3 separate regions of the Mus musculus genome follow, and regions 2 and 3 are each linked to region 1. Evidence: chromatin contacts called from public Hi-C and HiChIP or PLAC-seq data. All regions are on one chromosome and are shown on one strand. Each heading gives the region's core, a stretch centred on a gene start, on an enhancer-like site or on the middle of the called end of the contact. The rest is flanking DNA. Distances are from core to core; before and after follow the strand shown. Region 1 overlaps Ank3 (ankyrin 3, epithelial). Region 2 holds the start of Cdk1 (cyclin-dependent kinase 1). Region 3 overlaps Ank3 (ankyrin 3, epithelial).

What was found. A called contact is a pair of places that touch in the nucleus more often than the background predicts. HiChIP or PLAC-seq counts read pairs in DNA pulled down with a chosen protein or histone mark.
Region 2: a FOXA1 HiChIP or PLAC-seq map of pancreatic cancer cells shows a contact between it and region 1. The contact joins the promoter of Cdk1 here to the enhancer-like site in region 1. A contact is called at or near these places in 1 of 484 Hi-C or Micro-C datasets (muscle stem cells), 11 of 115 datasets of contacts at active chromatin or transcription factors (the SCID.adh cell line, embryonic stem cells, epiblast stem cells and 2 more) and 1 of 9 other capture datasets (adipose tissue).
Region 3: a contact with region 1 is called in a Hi-C map of the N1E-115 cell line, with 2.1 times the contacts expected there. The contact joins two enhancer-like sites. A contact is called at or near these places in 2 of 484 Hi-C or Micro-C datasets (the N1E-115 cell line and muscle stem cells) and 1 of 115 datasets of contacts at active chromatin or transcription factors (pancreatic cancer cells).

Annotation. Positions count from the first base shown.
Region 1 is chr10:69,578,171-69,581,913 of GRCm38.p6, forward strand. All of the region lies in intron 1 of Ank3 (ankyrin 3, epithelial), which reads left to right. Among named protein-coding and RNA genes, the nearest start is that of Gm33464, 17 kb to the left of the region's middle. Within about 2 kb of position 1,606, at least 60 of the 459 cell types and tissues checked have an H3K27ac peak or open chromatin away from gene starts, as enhancers often do. A contact at or near this core is called in the N1E-115 cell line, the SCID.adh cell line, muscle stem cells and 1 more, where this site is marked.
Region 2 is chr10:69,350,909-69,354,651 of GRCm38.p6, forward strand. Cdk1 (cyclin-dependent kinase 1) reads right to left here and starts at 2,004. Exons shown (of 8, transcript NM_007659.4): 1 at 1,928-2,004.
Region 3 is chr10:69,785,927-69,789,669 of GRCm38.p6, forward strand. All of the region lies in intron 1 of Ank3 (ankyrin 3, epithelial), which reads left to right. Among named protein-coding and RNA genes, the nearest start is that of Gm33416, 79 kb to the right of the region's middle. Within about 2 kb of position 1,610, at least 23 of the 459 cell types and tissues checked have an H3K27ac peak or open chromatin away from gene starts, as enhancers often do. A contact at or near this core is called in the N1E-115 cell line and muscle stem cells, where this site is marked.

The DNA.
Region 1 (3,743 bases), core at 356-2,855:
CACTTGGGAGTGCCCTTTGTATGTTTCTGTGTCATCAGAGGAGGGTGGGATTGACATCATTGTGACAAGCCAGACCTTTCACACTGTTCTTCATGGCTGTTTGGGGGGTTCCTGGGTGCTGTCTGGGGTGGCCTGGGGCCAGGCCTTCTGGTCAGTGCGTTCTTTGCTTGGTTCGGTAATCCAGTCTCTGAGTCGGTGTTCTCTTACACTGCCAGCCAAATCTGCCTTGTTGCTGACTTTGGGGCGATTTGTACAGGTCTCTAAAGCACAAAGCTGCCTCCTGCACACAGCGCCCAGGCTGACAGATTCCTGCTTGTCTAAGCCTCTCAGCTGCTGTTCGCTGTTAGCAGGTTTTGTATCATTTTGGTTAGGAACGGAGGTGCTTTCAGAGTATACAAAAATGAACATGTGATTGGACATCATGGTTCTGGAAACAATGGTCTGAAGCACGTGGGTGGGATTCTGGGCTTTCACTTTAGCATCCAAGTGACCAAGGGACCCTGGACTCAATCTACCCTGGCATTTAAAACCGTATTTTTAATTCGGTCAATTGAGGACATGAAACAGGTAGTTCCAGCTTTCAGTTGGAGCAGACAGGCATAGATTTATAAGGTAATTAGCATTTGTTTTCTACTCTTCTTTGTAAAGACAACTGCTTTAGCAGTCACGTTATATCAGCAGCCTCTGTACCGATGTACTTACATGAAAGACATATGGACAGGACTACATATGCATATACCTGTGTGTGTATATACAAGTATTATATATGATATACTTGCTTATGTTATCACACATATCATATGTATATTACGTACATACATACACAAATGCATCACAAATGCTAACCAGGCATGGTAACTCAGGTTTATAATCCTAGCCCTTGCAAGTTTGAATGCAGGAGGATCACTACAAATTCCCTTTCATAGTTGAGATCCAGGTCGACCTGGCCTACCACGTGAGACCCTATCTAAAGAATGGATAATAATAACAGAACCATCAAGAACATGAATACCTTTGGTCAAAAAATAATTTGAGGGATAACAGTGGAATTGTTTCTTTTTTGTTTTATTTTGTTTTTTTGTTTTGTTTTGTTTTTTGAGACAGGGTTTCTCTGTATAGCCCTGGCTGTCCTGGAACTCACACTGTAGACCAGGCTAGCCTCGAACTCAGAAACTGTCTCTGCCTCCCAAGTGCTGGGATTAAAGATGTGCACCACCACCACTCTGGCTAATACTGGAATTGTTAAAGGTAATCTCTAGGGAGAAATTTGTGGTGTGGAGGGCAGAGGACACTTCCAATTGCCATGTCTACCATAAATATGCTTTTCAAAAAGAAAGAGCCTTTCTCATAGTGGTCTCTCTCTCTCTCTCATGTGGAGCTCAGTTCTTTCCCACCATTAAAATGGCTTTCTGGGACGTCCACTATTGCTGATATTAACTGGCGTTGTGATGAAGCTGGGTAAACGTCTCTCAGCCTCTTCACAGAGTCCGCCCTTCTTCCCACAATGCCTTCTTGTTTGCGGCTCTTGCGTGGGGGAGCGTGTTAGACAGAACTGTTTTGTCACAGCAATCTGGAGTAATCGCCCCTGACATTTTCATGAGTCACCGCAGAATCCAAAGAATGCCTGATGAAGCACACAACCAAAGGGACCCGATGTACAGAGGGAGAGTGTCAGGGAGTCTGTTTTTGTCGCCTGCGTTGGAATGGGTGCTGTCTTTTCAGGTTGCCTCTGGTTCTAATGTACTGGCAATGTGAAGAAGTCCTTCATCAGGGCCACATGTGACAGAACTGTGACAAGAACAAATGAAATATGCCCATTGTAGACTGAGGGAAATAAATTCAAAGCCCCTCTAATTTTTCTGCCACTGTGTGTGGGAGAGGATATTCGATTTCCTCAGAACTGTTCACTAAGGGTACTTTACATAAACAAGAGGATAGAGAATGCCTTTCGTCACATATTGTCCTGTAATAGCATTTCTGGTAGATTCTATACGGTTTGGGCCAGCTCACATGACATTTTATTTCCTCAACTTTCCAGATTCAAATATCCTTTCTTTATATAGTACCAGAAGGAGTTTAATTCATTTGGCCTGTTTCCCTTGACCCAACACCAGGCAGTCTGGCCTAGTTCCCCTTGATGCAGAGATAGAGATCTCCTGTCTGAAGAGAATAACTGAACTCACAGAATGTGCCCCCAGCTCAGCTTCTCTGGGCTCCACCACACCTCCTGTGATGTGGGCGTTGTATTTTTTTTTCCAGGTGGTAGGACAGTTAAATTTCTGTCCAGAGTCATGGCTTAAACATCAAGAACCAAAGTCTGTGGTCTAGTAGTGAAAACTCCTTTTGTGGTAACTGTTTGACAAAGCCTGGGTATATCTTTATCTCAGAGGTACGACAATTACAAAGGACAGAGCCAGGTTCTAACATCTTTGGTAATGGCGTTAGCTTGGGGCATGTAGTAGGGTTACATGTATTGTCTGTCTTCTTTCTGGCATGTGTGTTGATGGCTCAGCGGGTAAAAGCACTGATCATGCAAACACAAGAGTCTGAGTTCAAACCTCCCAGAATCCATGTAAGAGTTAACCACATAGTATTATTCATGTGCATACACACACATGCATACATACACACACATGCACACATGTGCACACATGTACAAGCACACACACACACACACACACACACACACACACACTAAAAGCAGGTTCACTCTACCCCAGTAGGTTTTCTCTCTGACTGGAAGAGTTTGTGCAGCAATTTCCCATAGTGCTTTTTTTTTTTTCAGCTCAGAGAAGAACGTCCATTGGTTTTTCTGAGATTTTTCTAACTCATAGCTGGGGTTATTAATATTGAGAATCTCAGTTGAAAATTTTATGTGGTTTCTGATGGAGAAGAATGTTTTTAAAATCTGTCTTGTTTCAGGATGATTGTTGGCAATGATAACAGAGTCGTCTCAGTTTTTTTTTTTTTTTTTTGACCAAACAAGGAGTTTTCTAGTTGCATATGTAAATATACATTAACTTAGACAGCCAATGCTGTCCATAATTTCTCATGCAAGGGTAGAGGCTTTGTCAAAGGAATTAATGTTAGACCAGATTACTACAGGGAAAATAAAGTATATAAGTTGTATTTTAATACTGAGTATCAACTTATTAATTCATGTGTTCATTGACAGCTTCATACATGTATGTAATGAATTTTAGTCATTTTTATCCTCATACCCTGTCTCACCCCTCCTTCCTCTTCCTGCCAAGCCAACACCCTCCCACTTCCATGTCTTTCTGTGCCCATCTCCCACACGTGCTTGCATGAATGTAGGTGAGAAGTTTTCTGCTGGATCATGAGAAACTTTTCAGTGGCTACACCACTGGGGAAACCACCCCACTCTGACCCCAGGCCCTACCAGTGGCTCCTCAGAGACTGGTGGGGCCCACCAGGTAGAGAGACTCCAAGTGTTTAAACCTGGACATGTGGAGGACATTGCACTATTTTTTAAAAATTGTACTACGTTACTTATTTTCATTTTGTGCATGCAGTACCCATGGAGGCCAGAAGGGGACAAATGGATCCCTTCAGAACTGACAGTCGTTAGTGGCCATGGGGGTGCTGGGAATTGAACTCAGGACCTCTGGAAGAATAGTCAGTGGTCTTAACCACTGAGCCATCTTTCCAGACCTGACATTTCACTTTCAAACCATAACTAAACTCTATCCATCCATCCATCCATCCATCCATCCATCCAT
Region 2 (3,743 bases), core at 754-3,253, 230 kb before region 1:
GGGGAAATAAACAAAAAACAAAAATCATTCAATTGAATGCTTCCCAAAAGCAGCCACAGACAATCCCACTCAAGGTACTCAAAGAGAAAGAAATGTCCATAAGCACCTTAGAAGAAAGAATGGAAGGTGTTGTGCTGTGCTGGCTAGCTTTAGGCCAGGTCACATTGTCACAAGCTGAAGTCATCTTGAGAGGAGAGAACCTCAGTTAAGAAAATGCTCCCATAGGATGGGGCTGGAGGCAAGTCTTTAGGTCAGTTTCTTAATTAGAGATTGATGGGGGCGGGCTCAGCCCGTTGTGGGTGGGGTCATCCGTGGGCATATAGGGTCCTGTGTTCTTAAAGCAGGCTGAGCAAGCTATGTGAAAGAAGGCAGGAAGCAGCCCCCTCCATGGCCTCCTGCCTCCAGGTTCCTGTCCAGACTTCCTCTGAGGCCGAACTGTGACGTGGAAGTACAAGACAACTAAACCCTTTCCTTCCCAAGTTCCTTTGCTTTGGTCATGGTGTTTCATCCCAACAACGCTAAGACAGTGTGTTTGCTAATCATGCTTTGAAAAATATCACGAACAAGGGAGAAACAATTTCTTGGCTCACAAAGAATGGTAGGAAAAAGGTGTGCCTTCTCCTTGAAAGCCCTCTGCCACGGGTGACAAGATCCTTATGAATGAGCATCAAGGAATGGCTGACCTCTCGTGAGCTGTTCCTTACAGATCTCTTTCCACAGTAAAATCAACTCCATGGGGTGTGGGGGCACAGCCAGGAATCCCAGCTCTTGGCACTGCACAAGGAGGCAGCGGCTCAACAGATAAAAATTCAGAAGGAAAATGTAAACCCGTCCAAGGGTCCTGCCAGGCATCCCACTGAACCCTGGGGATTCTCAGACACATAAGATTGACTCTCAACTATGGAGATTATGTTTAGGAAATTTCAACGCATCCCCCCCCAACCCCCTTTCTTCAATACAGAGACTTAATATAACTATAGAGCATTAAACGTTTCAACCACCTCTGCACAGACAGCAAAGAGTTAACATGTCTTGAAAGCTGGGCTTATTTCCTTCCAACATTTTCCAGTCTCCCGGGCCTGCTGTTAAAAGCTGCCCAGTGTATCCAAGTTGGGGGCAGGCGATGGTGGCCCGCACATCAGAACCTTCATCGGTATTTATGTTTTAAGACGATCAAGGACGCGAAGGCATCCGCGGTTCTCCCTCTCTCTCCTTCTTTGCCTGGGTACAGTCTGTGGCCTTAGCACAGGCAACTAAAAATAAACGATCCTACACTTTCTTGGTTCTGCACCTTGGTAGGAATAAGCTTTTTAAACGACCACGGGTCTGTTTCTCCGGCAGTACCGACTTAAGGCCTCCGAAGGCAGCTGGCCTGGTGCAGCCCAGCTCCACACTGGCAGCCAACAGGGCCTGGGACATAACTTGGCACCCCGCCCACACCCGGGCCCACTCCAGCGAGGCCCATCCAGTCTGCAGGAACCTGGAGCTCGCGTAGGGGCCTGCACGTCCGCAGGACCCGGGGCTCAAGTGAGCCTTGCCCTTCCATAAGGGACCGCTGGATCGGGTGAGCCCTGCCCCCCCCCCCCATAGGGATCCCAGGCTCCGGTGAGCCCTGCTCCTCCATAGTGTCCCCAGGCTCAGGTAGGCCATGCTCCTGCATAGGGGACCCTGGCCTCAGATGAGGACATGCTCATCCATAGGGTACCCCAGACCCCGGGCTCAGGGAGGCCATGCCCGACCATAAGGGATCCCGGACTTAGGTGAGGCCCTACCCGTCCACAGGAGACCAAGATCTCACGTGGAGGCCCTACCCGTCCACAAGGGATCCCCAGGCTCACATGGATGTCCTGCCCTTCCCCGGGGGAACCCCCAGATCCCGTGGAGCCCCCGCAGGCCCAGCCTGCACCCAGTCCGACTCACGCCATACCTCTCTGTCCCGGCTGGGGCCACACCGCAGTTCCGGACTGCGCGGACGCAGCAACTCCAGGAGCTTAGAGGCCGAGTGCCAGCAGTTTCAAACTCGCCGCGGTAAAGCTCCCGGGATCCGCCAATCCGATTGCACGTAGACGTTCAAAGGAGCCAATCAGAGCTGAGCTACGCTTGGGCGGGGCTGCCTGGGAGCGCAGAGCGCGAAAGGGAGCGGAAACCGCGGCCAGAGGAATTGCAGGAGGGCGGGCGCCAACTGACTCTTGAGCTCTGTTTTCCTTCCAATATCGTCCTGTTGTTTCTGGACAGTCTAATCTATTCTCTTTTTTCTCCAGCTACCTTTCTGTGTGTAATTTCCCTCCAAGACTAACACAATTCAAATGCATTGAATTTAGATAGCCAGCCACCAAAGTGACAGTACCACTACATCAAGAGCTTGTTATTAGCTGGGCGTGGTAGCACACACCTTTAGTCTCAGCTTTCGGGAGGCAAAGGCAGGGCAAATTTCTGAGTTCGAGGCCAGCCTGGTCTACAGAGTGAGTTCCAGGACAGCCAGGGCTACACATACAGAGAAACCCTGTCTCGAAAAACCAAAAAAAAAAAAAAAAAAAAAAAAGAGTTTCTTACTTTTATTTTGTTTTGTTTTGAGACAAGGTTTCTGGGTGTAATTTTGACTGACCTAGAACTTGCTCTGTAGACCAGGCTGGCCTTGAACTCACAGAGATCCTCCTGCCTCTGCCTCCAGAGTACTGGGGTTAAAGGCGTGTGCTGCCACCACCACCTGGCTATTGCTAACATTTAAAATTACTTTATGATTATGCCTTTCAAAATTCTATATTAAGCTGGGATAATATAAATAATATATAATATTAATATATAATATATTAGTTTACATATGTATGTGTGTATATATATGTGTGTGTGTGTGTATATATGTGTGTGTATATATATATATACATATATATATATATATATATCTGAGGATTGTGGCACACACCTTTAATATATGTATATATATAATATTAAGTTTCACTATGGAATTTTCAGACAATATTGGTCTGTGTTAATTCTTCTCATCCCTTCTCCCAGTAACCCTAGTCCCCGCACCTCGTAACTGCACGCCCCCAAGCCCATAGCCCTCTGTGTCCTATCACCATGTCCATGACTCTAATCCCCCCCCCCACTCGGGCAGCCTTTCCTTTCTAGTTGGAACCTTATATACACACTAACATATGAACATTACATGCTAGGATCCGCCTATGAGAAAGAACATGAAGTGTCTGTCTCTCTATGTCTGTGTCAGGTAACTTGATGTATTTTCCAGCTCTCCCGTGTTCCTGCAGATTATGTTTTTTTCAATGAGTTTTTAGCAGCCAGCAGAAGGATCACATTTAAAGTACCTTAAGAAGACAAGAGGATAGGAACCAATGAAACACTGAAAGACACCCTCAAAACTGAAAAGAAAAAATGCCAGCCTGTTTCTGTGATTATACACTTATGTATTCATTATGTATACAATGATAACACACTAAATGTTTTGACATATCTCCACATAAGAATGTTAAATATTGGGCTGAAGAGATGGCTCAGAGGTTAAGAGCACTGTCTGCTCTTCCTAGAGGTCCTGAGTTCAATTCCCAGCAACCACATGATGGCTTATAACCATCTATAATGAGATCTGCTGCCCTCTTCTTGTGTGCAGGCATACATGTGTGTAGAATACTGTATACCAAATAGATAAATCTTTTTTTTAAATGTTAAATATTCCTTAGAAATCAAACCTTCACAAATCTATGAACAAACAAAATGTCATCTGT
Region 3 (3,743 bases), core at 360-2,859, 210 kb after region 1:
AATAAGATGGAAGTAGATGGTGTGTGGCTGGGGACAGGGGAAAAGCTGGTGAAGGAGAAAGCGTGAGAAGTTTCCTTGAGCCACACATCTCTCAAAATAAATCCTAAGGCATGCGACACAGCTTTTGTGGCATGACAGTAAGGGGGACTGTGAAACTTCTCACAGTTGGGGGAAGATAAAAGTTTAGTTTGGAAACTCAAAATAAACGCATGACGAGGTTATCACTAAAGGCTGGAAACGTATGTTATCTCCAATCTGGTTGACAAACACCTTATATGTAAGTGTCATCGTCGACTGACTTTCAAGAGTGGACTTAAATAAGCCATTATCTCCTTACAGGATCCTACTCTGAAAAGGTAGAGGAGGTGGGTGTTTGGTTTATGCAACTAAAACTTTGAGGTATTTGCTTCTAGGCAATGTATAGGACTGCTAAGATGGCCATGCCGGGAAGGGCTGTGCGTGATTGCGTGATGTTCTGCGTCTACCTCTGCCCTTCAGTCAGTATAGCTTGCTCAAGAACACCTGTGCTTCCAACAGAGGGGGGTGTGCTTTACTCTGAGCATATCAGATCCTGGGCACAGAGTGAACATGTCGGTTATAACGACTATAACAGAGACACTATAAAAAAACAAGAACATGGCTACTCATTCAGGAAGTCAGGCGTGCTGATGGTGTGAGAAAGGAACTGTCATTCCTCAGTCAAAAAAAAAAAAAAAAAGGCAATCTAGAGAATTCTGCTATGGTTGTAAGTAGATTCAGGTGTCATCTTGGTACACTTCAAGACTGAGTTCTCTTAGCTGCAGTACTGACCCTCGGTGACCTTTGGGAAGTGTAACTACATTACAGCTAATGGATGGAATTTTAACCTCTGAGGGCCTCGCCGCCAACATTCCGTGTGCCTCAGACAAAGGCCTTTTCAAAGGAAGCTTTGAAATTCGCAATATAGCTGTACACATTGTAATGTGCTAGGGACAGGAACGTACTGACAAGCATTCTAAAAAAAAACAAAAAACAAAAAACAAAAAAACCCTGTGTCACCCTAAAAGTAATCAACTTACTCACCAAGAATTATGAGCTATATTGTCGAACTCAGGTGTGTGTTCTGCTGCGCGGCTTACAGACAGAAAGCCTTACAGACAGAATCAGAAGTTACTTAGCCCTGACTTCGAGAAATACTAAATGCTCCAAATTGTTAGAGCTGAGCACAGATAGATCGAGTGCTAAAGAACAAGCCTGAAAAACACTGCTCTTTTACGAACTAATGGACTTGAAATTAAAAATATCTGAGACCTAAGAGAAATGCCAGGTCCAAGTGAGCATTTCCGTTCTGTTTCATGTCAGACTATATCAGCTCAGTGGTGAAAGCACTCGACCCCAGCCCATATGCGCAGAATTTTCTGTTTTGGTAGGCAAGCTGTTTAAAAAAAAAAAAAAAGTATAATAAAATGACAGGCTGGATTTGAAGTTCCCATGCCCTGAGCGGTGTCTCTGGAAGGGTACTGACCCGACACAGATCACAGAGAAGTCCTGTCACAACAGGGCACAGATGATGCTGGACCCAGCTCTGCTGGAAAATGAGAAGGAATTCTTCCTCTCCCGGCTTCCTGCCTGATGTGAATGGAAGTGCGATCCGTTTGCCTGCGTGAGCTTCTCTATGGAGACGGTCCTTGCTAAGAGGGTATAGTAGATAATTAGACTTCTTCGTAAAGTGTTTGCTGCAGGGCTCGCCGATGATAATGTTCAGTGTGTGGCCTCCACTGTGGTGGGGAGAGGTCTTCCTACAACAGTATGGGGTTTCTGTTGGGGAGCTACTGAGAGTGATTTCATAACCTGTTTATTGAGACATTAGCAGCACGGGCGTAGATAGATGCACCTTAACTAACGTTAGAAACAGCCTCTCCCCGTCTGCTTTTAATCAAGTCTGTGTGGAAGAATTAGCTTTGATGTCAACAACTGCTGGAAAGTTAAGTCTTAAACTTGAGCCCTCGGATAAGGCTCAAGAATAAACGTACTGCAATAAAAGGAATTCCAAGTGTAAATCGCTTGTAGTGTGGAGTCTCGGAGCTGCAGCTGGTAAAAAAAAAAAAAAAAAAAAAATCTTTTAGAAATTCTCTCAAAACCCTAGGGAAGTACAAGTACTGTACAGTATCAAAAGGAAGCTTGTATAATTATTTGGTTTTATGTCTTTCGACTCTGATCTCTTCTGTTTTGTGTCTGGTTTTTCACTCATCCATAGAATAATAATTGCATGTTCAGCTGGTGACAGGATCTCTCGTTTTCTTGTTAATGATTTTTATTTCGGAAAACAGACTAGTAGGATGGTGCATGTAGTCCTGTAAGATCTTCAAGGACCCTCCTTGATCCATTTCAAGGAAGGCACCTAAAACTTGTCTTTTGCTGCTGAGACTAGAGTTTCTTGTTTTGAGATGAAAGTATTTAGTGACATAGTGACCCAAACATTTATTTATCATAAAATAAGTTTATTTTGATGATGGTATGATAGTGCTATAGATTTGCTTCAAAATGCTTAATTTGCTTAATAAAAATGAAATTAAACTAATATTTATAAACCAAAAGAAACTGAAAACAACTTGGTTTTTAACCTTCTCTATGCTTTTTTAAAAAAGATGTTTGGTCATAAGGCAAAAGATACACTTGCAATCTTTTTATTCTAATGCAAAATATTTGTATTTATATTTTCTTCATACTAGCAAGAGCTGGAAATCAACATTAAAGTGTGCCACCCCATTAGAGTGTGGATAAACAGATGTCAGGAGATTATGTAACATCAATTTCAATGTTTATCAAGCAAATATCTACAGCAAGCAAGGAAACATACAAATTTGTAGCGAATAAATCCCTTTAGGGGTCTGTTTACACTTGTGGTAGCATTCATTTTGGGAAAATAATTTTGGGTTGTTGGTACTGTGGTGATTTTTTGTTTTCTTGTTTGCTTGTTTCGTTTCTCCTTTAGCCAAGGGATATGTGACTTTTGACAAGTGCCAATCAGTAGCGTTAAAGCCACTTTGCAAAATCGGGATATGCTTTCAAATTCAGTTCAGAATTTTAGAATGTTTTGCACCTTGTACTCATTATTCTAGTATCTTACCAATTCAATTCACGTGTTTCTATACACCTGTCATGTTTTGAGACCACTTGGCTAGATTAAGATAAATCATTGTTAAACACATCTTGGTCACCTTTTGATCTCCACAGCAGAGTTATATTATGTTCTCAGGCTGTGTTTGTGGGGATTTTCACACGGCTTCATCTTTGAAGTGTTCATGCTCTCTCATACAAGAGACTAGACTTCTAAATATTTGTAAATGATTTAAAGAGGAAAATCTACCAGATAAGGGTCCACCTCAGTGACCAAAGCCAACCTGTTAGTTCCAGTCTGGAAGTTTCCAACTGCAGGATTAGTGACCACAATGGTGTTTCCGCAGCAATGGTATGGTATCGATCATGAAGAACATTCATGTGTTTCTCTGCGGAGGCAGCTCCCACGAAGGGAGGATTGTAGCTATCCCCATATTCTTTCCAGGAACTTTGGAAGGGACATTCTGAAGACAGTGTTCTTTCCTGGGGAAGTGTGTAGAGCTTATGTTTTGGAGAAGAGATGGACTGTCAAGGAGACAGACAAACACTGCTTGAGCAAGAACTAAGATGGTAGCACTCTACACTGTGTAATGACGGTGTACTGGCTGGTTTTGTGTGTCAACTTGACACAGGGTGGAGTTATC